2 separate regions of the Pan troglodytes genome follow, and region 2 is linked to region 1. Evidence: chromatin contacts called from public HiChIP or PLAC-seq data. All regions are on one chromosome and are shown on one strand. The core of a region is the stretch at or near the end of the contact, and the rest is flanking DNA. Distances in the headings are between cores, read along the strand shown.

Evidence for each region. HiChIP or PLAC-seq counts read pairs in DNA pulled down with a chosen protein or histone mark.
Region 2: an H3K4me3 HiChIP or PLAC-seq map of stem cell-derived excitatory neurons shows a contact between it and region 1, with 5 times the contacts expected there. The contact joins the promoter of CEBPD here to the promoter of SPIDR in region 1. A contact is called at or near these places in 1 of 7 Hi-C or Micro-C datasets (stem cell-derived neural progenitor cells) and 1 of 1 datasets of contacts at active chromatin or transcription factors (stem cell-derived excitatory neurons).

What each region holds. Positions count from the first base shown.
Region 1 is chr7:55,804,939-55,809,115 of NHGRI_mPanTro3-v2.0_pri, reverse strand. SPIDR (scaffold protein involved in DNA repair) reads right to left here and starts at 1,824. Exons shown (of 20, transcript XM_063817068.1): 1 at 1,696-1,824.
Region 2 is chr7:56,282,549-56,286,725 of NHGRI_mPanTro3-v2.0_pri, reverse strand. CEBPD (CCAAT enhancer binding protein delta) reads left to right here and starts at 1,942. Exons shown (of 1, transcript XM_003951258.6): 1 at 1,942-3,209. The coding sequence starts at 2,002. The coding sequence ends at 2,811.

The DNA.
Region 1 (4,177 bases), core at 575-3,074:
TAGACAGGAGATGGGATGTCACTTCTGAGTTTAGGCTATAAAAGACACGGGGACCGATATCTTGTTGCTCTCTCTCTTGCTCTTGGGAAAGCCAGGACCCTGTTGTGAGCTGCCCTATGCAGCTGTCAAGAAACAACCACGTGAGTGAGCTTGGAACTGGATTCTCCAGCTCCAACGACCCTTTATTTGACTGCAGCCTTGTGGGAGATCCTGAACTACAACCACTTAGTTGAGCCGTTCTCAGATTCCTGAGTCTCAGAAACTCTATGATATAATAAACATTTGTTATGAACTGCTTCAGTTTTCAGCAACGTATTACACAATAGACAACTGTACGACTACTAAAAAAAATTGAGTAAAAAAAAAGAGTCTTGAAAAATGACAAGATGAAGAGACCAGAAGTGAACGTCAATTCAAAAATACTAAGATTTCTAAGTCAAGAGAAACTGTTAGGGCCGGGAGGACTAAGGGTGAGATGATGATTATGTGATGCACTAAGTTTGAGCTCTAGGGAAAGATCTAATATAGATCTGAAAGTCATCTATACAGTTAACTTCAATGTATGACATTGTCCAAAGCAAATATGGAACATGTGAAAAAGCACAAGGTCAAAAATTAGAACATGGCACGAACACAGTAAAGAGAAGAAAATGAGCTGTTGCAAGACAGGAAAACAATCATGGATGTTCCAAAAGAAATAAAAGCAGGTGGTGAATGTGTCAAACGCTCCAATGACCAAGTAAACAACTTACACTGGATTTAGCAAATTTATATATTTCCTTGATTTTTTTCACACATTAATGCTTCAGAAACCAGACTGTATCTTATAATCAAGAGGTGCCTGAAATGAATTTCTTTATTCCCTAAAGCCAGTCACAAAATTGATAGTGTGGGCTGATAATCAATGGTATTTGAGAAGCGAGAAAGCATGGTAGTGGTAAAGAAGTTGAACCAGTATATGTGGTCTATTTTTTCCAGGAAGTTTTCAAGTAAAGGCAAGAGTCAAGAAAGGAGGTCCTGTATGTGCTTTTTAAAAACCGTTTTACTATGAGACAAACGTATTTGAAAGCAAGGAAGTTAGAAGAAACTTTAAAACGATAAAGGACACATGCCATGACAAGCACAATTAGCAGAACAAAAAAGGATGCACTCGCGGATACAGGTGCAATGAAACACCATTCAAGCAACGATTCCTAGGCACCCGCTCCCGTTCTGGAACCCGAGGCAGCGCGGTGCCCACAGATTGGGCAGTCAGCCGCACAGTCCCCTCCGAGTGCGGCAGGAAGAGAGACAGAGTTGACAGTGGATTATCCGCGGAGACGGGTAAAGCCACGCCAGGATTCCCTGCGGTCTGGTACATTGCACCAGAATCAAAAAGAGACAAGAGTAAGGCCAAGTACCCCCGAGGCGGACATATGCTCCCGCCCGCTGCGTCCCTCGGCGGTCCCACCCCTCGCTTTCCGTACCGCCGCTGAGGGCCCGGCCCGCACGCCTGGACCGGAGCCGGACCTGGGGGCGGTACCCCGCTGCGCGGGCTTGCTCCACGCACGCAGACGGGACCCGCCACCACCTAGCCCTTCACCCCCAACGCCCACCCTCTCTCACCCCAGCAGCCCGGGGCCAGCCCCGCGCCTGCCCGCCGCTTCCCCGCAACGCGGGAAACGGCGCGGCGCCCACTCCCGCCCCAGAGCCTACCTTAGAGCCTAGAGCGCGGCTGCCGCGGGGCATCTCCGGGAGCGCCGCCTGAGCGCACCGCCTCCTCAGCGCGCCGCCGTCCCACCTCGGCGCGCCGCACCGCGCCCTGCCATTGGCGGGCGCTCGGGCGCAGGGCGGGGCTTCGGCGGGGGGCAGGGCTTCTCCGGCCCCGGCGCTCCAGGGCCTCCCGGATGGCCTAGTCGGGCTCGGAGCCCGGAAGGAGTGCGCCGCGGCAAGTCGAGCTTCCCTCCCCGGGGCTGGGGGTTCCGCGGAGCTCGCTCTGGGCTGTGGCGTTGCTCGCCCGCGAGCTCCTGGGGAGTTCGGGGGAGCTGCTGGGCTGGTGCCTGGAGCGGGGGCCGCCTCCAAGTGTTGTCTTTCGAATTAAGTTACTGTCGTCTGTGTTGTCAGGCAACAACTGACCTTAAATAAAAATGAAAACCAGAAGTAGGCTACACATGCAATAGGCTACACATGCAATAATGGATACTTAAGGAATGGGAGTGGCTGCTGGTGACTGGAGCAGAGAGGGTGTGGTTTCTCCATGTTTCGGGGCCGGGGGGAAGGAGTAAAGTCTAAGTGTTCAGAGCCCAGACGGCATGTCGGTCATCACATCACCGGGAGAACTCGTGGAGCCTGAGGAAAGACTACGGGGTGCCAGAGTCTGAAGGGGCAGAAGATTGCATTCCTATCACGTTCGCCGTGGCGCACAGGGGCTCCGCTGGGGCCGCCGCTCCCGCGGGAGAAGTGGGCCTGAGACGGTGCGGCGTCGACCATAGCCGGCCCAGCAGAAGCCGGGGAAGGCCACAAGTCTAACTGGGTCCGAGTACTGTGAAGAAGGCGCCTCCCATGGAGAAAGCTACCGGGTAGTTTAACAAGGTGGAAAAGCGTTGGCCTGGGGAGGAGGAAAGGATGCTCAGAAAGTTGCCTCAAAAGGACGCAGAAGTGGAGGTGAATCTTCTGTTTCAGAGGCATTTTTTTGTGCCTCTGTGAGAATGCATTGCTTTCTGGTTGATCCATCTTCAGGTTTTCTCTCCGTCCTAGTCCCTGTTCTGCCACCATTCTGTGTTTGAATCTGGTACCTAAAGCCGCAGATACTTGGTTCATAGTAGATGTCCACTCTGCAGTGGCTGAAAACACGGAAGAAAAACCATCTTTGCCTGGGAAGGACATTATTGCTAGTGCCATTACTGTCAACAGTTGGAACAAGATAAACGGCATGCCCAATCTAGTTGAGGATTTTGGACACCGGGCCTCCCACTGGGACTCCCCCGAGAAACCAGGTCTGCCATTGCCACCTCCGCCGGGCCTTGCTGTCTTAGCACAGTAAGTGCACCCGACCGCGCCCGGAGTCCCCCTTTCACTCCCACAACCAGGCCTGTGGTGAGGCTCCCGCTTGTCATCTCCACCAGGAGGTGCTGTCCTGCCGAAATGTTGAGGTTTTTCTCCAAACTTCCTCCTGTTCAGAATTCACCATCTCAGTAGTGGCATGGACATCCGCCTGGCCACAGCTCACGCAGAAACCTAGGAATTTTTGTGAACACGTTTGTGTGTCTTACTAATGTGTCCACTCTCCACTACCACTGTTTCCCAGGCCACTAGTGTCTTTTGCCCAGACTGCTAGTAGCTCTTAACCCATGTCCCCTAATCCACTCTTGCCCCTCACACAGCACACACATACAATCCATTCTCAACACAGACACCACAGTGAGGTTTATGCTGTCTATACTGGCCTTCCCTTTCGGTGGTCAAACGTGCCTAGCTCCTGCAGCCTTGGGGTCTAATAAGCATTTGCTCTTCCTTTTGCCTAAAAGGCTCTGGCCTCCCTCTGCCATGCCATTTCCTATGCGCCTGTCAAACCTGAACCTGGTGGCCAGCTTCCCTAAACTAGCAAGCCTGAACCTCCCTGCTCTTCCATGTCCGCAGGACCCCATGCTCTGTTGAAGATGTTATAACAATTAGAATCTAAATAATTACGAAAGTTATTTGTTTACCATGTGGTTCCACCTCCATGCTGTAAGGTAATACCATTTCTATCTTCTCCGTTTTTGTATCTCTATCAGCACAGCGTCTTCCATATACAAAGTACTCAGTTATTTACTATGGATGAACTGCTAATTGTGAAACAGAAATGACTTGCCAGAGGCTGCACAGCTAGTAACTGTTCAGGATTAGAACTCATATGTGATACCAAGGTCGATGCATTCTCCACTACACCAATCAGATCATAGTAGAATCATGAGGAATTTTTCACTTGAACATATGAACTCAGCAAAAGGGAACTGTTGATAAGAAAGATGAGCCCCTGCAGAAAGGGACTCTTAAGTCCTCTCCAGTCTTGCCTTATTTCCTCCTCAGCAAACACTCAATGGCAAACATCAAGACAAACCAGAAAGTCCTTCTTTTAACTTTTTTCTCATCAAACTTTTTGGCCTAGTTGCTGTTCTGCAGATATCTGTGGTCTTCACTCTGCTTACAGCCATCC
Region 2 (4,177 bases), core at 693-3,192, 480 kb before region 1:
ATATATGAGAACAAAACAATTTGTGCTAGAACTTTTTCTGGATGTGCGTAAGTCCACACTCTACGCATTGCTGGATTTCAGTCTTAATAGGTAATTAATTGTGTGACATCATCATTGTGTACCCTCTGAGTAACTCTAAAGAAATATGTTTGTTCTTTAGGAAACCTATTAAATATCCCATAGTGCAACGTTAGAAATGACCTCTGGAACTGACTGCAGAAACTGCACAGCAGTTAGTAGAGCTTGGTGTTCCGACGCAGATCTGGTGAGAGGCCTGCGCAGGAAGAGACTCGACATGGAGCAGGTGTGACTAGCGATAGTGATTTAATGGATTTGGGCCAGACATGGTGGCTCACGCCTGTAATCCCAGCACTTTGGGAGGCTGAGGCCGGCGAATCTCTTAAGCCCAGGAGTTTGAAACCAGCCTGGACAACATTGTGAGATCCCATCTCAATTTTTTTTTTGAGATGGAGTCTCGCTCTGTCGCCCAGGCTGGAGTGCAATGGAACGATCTCGGCTCACTGCAACCTCCGCCTCCCGGGTTCAAGCGATTCTCCTGCCTCAGCCTCCCGAGTAGCTGGGATTACAGGCGCACGCCACTACGCTTGGCTAATTTTTGTATTTTTAGTAGAAATGGGGTTTCACCATGTTGACCAGGCTGGTTTCAAACTCCTGACCTCGAGTGATCCGCCCACCTCAGCCTCCCAAAGTGCTGGGATTACCGGCATGAGCCACTGTGCTCGGCTGAAAAAAACCATATTTTTAATTTAAAATAATAAATGGGTCTGACCAGAAATGCCTGCCTCAAATTGCAGGACACATGACAAAGCCCATTCTTACTTAAGACATTTTCAGTGTGCGATGGGTCTACCGGGATGTAACCCCATGGTGAGTCGAGGCCCATCTGCACCCTGCTATAGCTACTGGTAGATCTTACCTGTTTCCCAAAAAGGACCCAACTACTTTAGGTTCAAGGCACTTTTTTGGAATATTTAACAGGGAAAGAGCCTGGAACTAAAAACAGGTCTAACGCAAGATGCCGCCACACGATGGCACTGCTTCCGTAGACCTGGAAGAAACGCGGGCGCGGGAGCTGGCGGCGGACGCCCGGGCCTGCGGGGTCGGGGAGTAGCGTCCGGCCGGAGAGCCCGCACCTCGAGGAGCCGGCGGAGGACGCGATGTCGTGACCGCGTCTCCCCCATCTGCTCTGCTTTTGGCGACAGCGTCCCGTCGGCCTTTCGGTCAGGACGCAGCAGCCGCGTCTCTGGGCCTCGACCCCCAGGGCCGGCCGGACCCGGGACCTCCGAGGAGAGCAGCGAGAACCGGCCCGGATTCCCCGAGGCGCCCGAGTGCGGTGCGGGCAGCCCTCCCCGCCTGCCAGGCCGCCGCTGTCCCCACGTCTGGTCCCCCGCGCCTCTTCCCGCCTCTGGTCCCACGGTGGAGGCGCGGGGCGAGGGCCTCACGCGCGTGCCCACGGTCGGGGGGCGTCCTTGGACGCGCGGGTCCTCTCCCACGGGTCTCCACCCCCCGCCCTCCGGCGACAGAAGCCGGCCTGGGACGCGCGCGCTGCGGCCAAGTCCTGGTTTTGATTTCACTCCCAGCCCCGAGGAGCGAGGAGGTTCCAAGCCCACAAACAGGAAGAAGAGAAGGCCCTGGAGTGCTGGCAGAGGGAGTGTCATTCCCAGCAGCGCAGCGCGGGCCGGCCCGGGCCGGGGAGGGAGCAGCAGCGCGGGCACCCTCCTACAACGTGGGCTGGGGGTCCCCAGGGCCGGGGAGGGGGCCCCGGGGAGGAGCTGAGAGAGGGCGCGCCCCGGGAAGCCTCGGGGCGGCTCCGGGGGGCTCCCAGGGCGCCCCCGCCCCTTCCCCCGCGGCCCCGGGGCGCCCCCGCGGTGCCGGAGTCGGGGCGGGGCGTGCACGTCAGCCGGGGCTAGAAAAGGCGGCGGGGCTGGGCCCAGCGAGGTGACAGCCTCGCTTGGACGCAGAGCCCGGCCCGACGCCGCCATGAGCGCCGCGCTCTTCAGCCTGGACGGCCCGGCGCGCGGCGCGCCCTGGCCTGCGGAGCCTGCGCCCTTCTACGAACCGGGCCGGGCGGGCAAGCCGGGCCGCGGGGCCGAGCCAGGGGCCCTAGGCGAGCCAGGCGCCGCCGCCCCCGCCATGTACGACGACGAGAGCGCCATCGACTTCAGCGCCTACATCGACTCCATGGCCGCCGTGCCCACCCTGGAGCTGTGCCACGACGAGCTCTTCGCCGACCTCTTCAACAGCAATCACAAGGCGGGCGGCGCGGGGCCCCTGGAGCTTCTTCCCGGCGGCCCCGCGCGCCCCTTGGGCCCGGGCCCTGCCGCTCCGCGCCCGCTCAAGCGCGAGCCCGACTGGGGCGACGGCGACGCGCCCGGCTCGCTGTTGCCCGCGCAGGTGGCCGCGTGCGCACAGACCGTGGTGAGCTTGGCGGCCGCAGGGCAGCCCACCCCGCCCACGTCGCCGGAGCCGCCGCGCAGCAGCCCCAGGCAGACCCCCGCGCCCGGCCCCGCCCGGGAGAAGAGCTCCGGCAAGAGGGGCCCGGACCGCGGCAGCCCCGAGTACCGGCAGCGGCGCGAGCGCAACAACATCGCCGTGCGCAAGAGCCGCGACAAGGCCAAGCGGCGCAACCAGGAGATGCAGCAGAAGCTGGTGGAGCTGTCGGCTGAGAACGAGAAGCTGCACCAGCGCGTGGAGCAGCTCACGCGGGACCTGGCCGGCCTCCGGCAGTTCTTCAAGCAGCTGCCCAGCCCGCCCTTCCTGCCGGCCGCCGGGACAGCAGACTGCCGGTAACGCGCGGCCGGGGCGGGAGAGACTCAGCAACGACCCATACCTCAGACCCGACGGCCCGGAGCGGAGCGCGCCCTGCCCTGGCGCAGCCAGAGCCGCCGGGTGCCCGCTGCAGTTTCTTGGGACATAGGAGCGCAAAGAAGCTACAGCCTGGACTTACCACCACTAAACTGCGAGAGAAGCTAAACGTGTTTATTTTCCCTTAAATTATTTTTGTAATGGTAGCTTTTTCTACATCTTACTCCTGTTGATGCAGCTAAGGTACATTTGTAAAAAGAAAAAAAACCAGACTTTTCAGACAAACCCTTTGTATTGTAGATAAGAGGAAAAGACTGAGCATGCTCACTTTTTTATATTAATTTTTACAGTATTTGTAAGAATAAAGCAGCATTTGAAATCGCCCCTGCTTCCTATATTCGCAGTGACTCCCGCCCGCCCGCCGGTGGCGCAGGACCCGGCTCGGGAAGGGTGCGTTCCAGACCCGCAGCCAGCGAACACCAGGGAGCACGGGCGCCAGGTGTGTGTGTGTGGGGGGCGGGGGGATGGGGCGCAGGCCCGAGCTACTCAGGAGAGAGGGTCTGTCGCTTTTAAAACGCATTAAAGGCTCTCTCCTGGCCTTATTTAACTTGCCTAAGCTAGGTGGAGCACGGCTGAGCTCAGGTAAGCTAGCAGCTTTCCAGCAGAAGGTGTTCTCCCGAAGAACGCAAACCTGGGGAAGGGTTGACTTTTTGGGGGCCCCTGCTGAAAACAGTTCAAGAGCTCCCTAACTGTAGAGGCTGCTGGAGGGGCGAGGGGCAGAACCCCGGGCTGAATCATCTCCCGCTTTCCTGGGACTTTGCTTTCACTTTCCTCAGTCTTGTGGACAGAGTCAAGTAGATTTTCAAAAGTGCTCCAGAAAGGCCGGAATAGTCATGTAGTGGATGAAAAGGGCAGTCACAAAACTGCTTAAGACCAGCTGTCTTGCCAGTAATTGCAGTGCTTTAAGATTTAATTAAAAAGCCGCCTGCCTTTAACCCAAGAACACTTGGTATTAGGGCACCATTTCTTGGTCACGGCTGCTACGTGTATCTGATGTAGTTAACCATGGCCTGTCATGATTATATTGCTATAAGGAAGGGAACAAAATCTTTATAGTGTCCAAAGATAATTAATTCTTGGTTTAAATCTCTGCCAGCAAAGCAAATAACCGACTGCTCCTTAGTCTGTGATCTTTGCTCTCCGTGCACATTACCCAGCCTAATTAAAACAGGTGTGTGTGGTGGAGCCAGCTATCCCCACCACCATTCAGCAGAGACACGATCACACCAGTTCAGAGAGCTACACTTTATGGGTAACAGTTTCACCTGTGATACAGTTCCCTAGAACATTT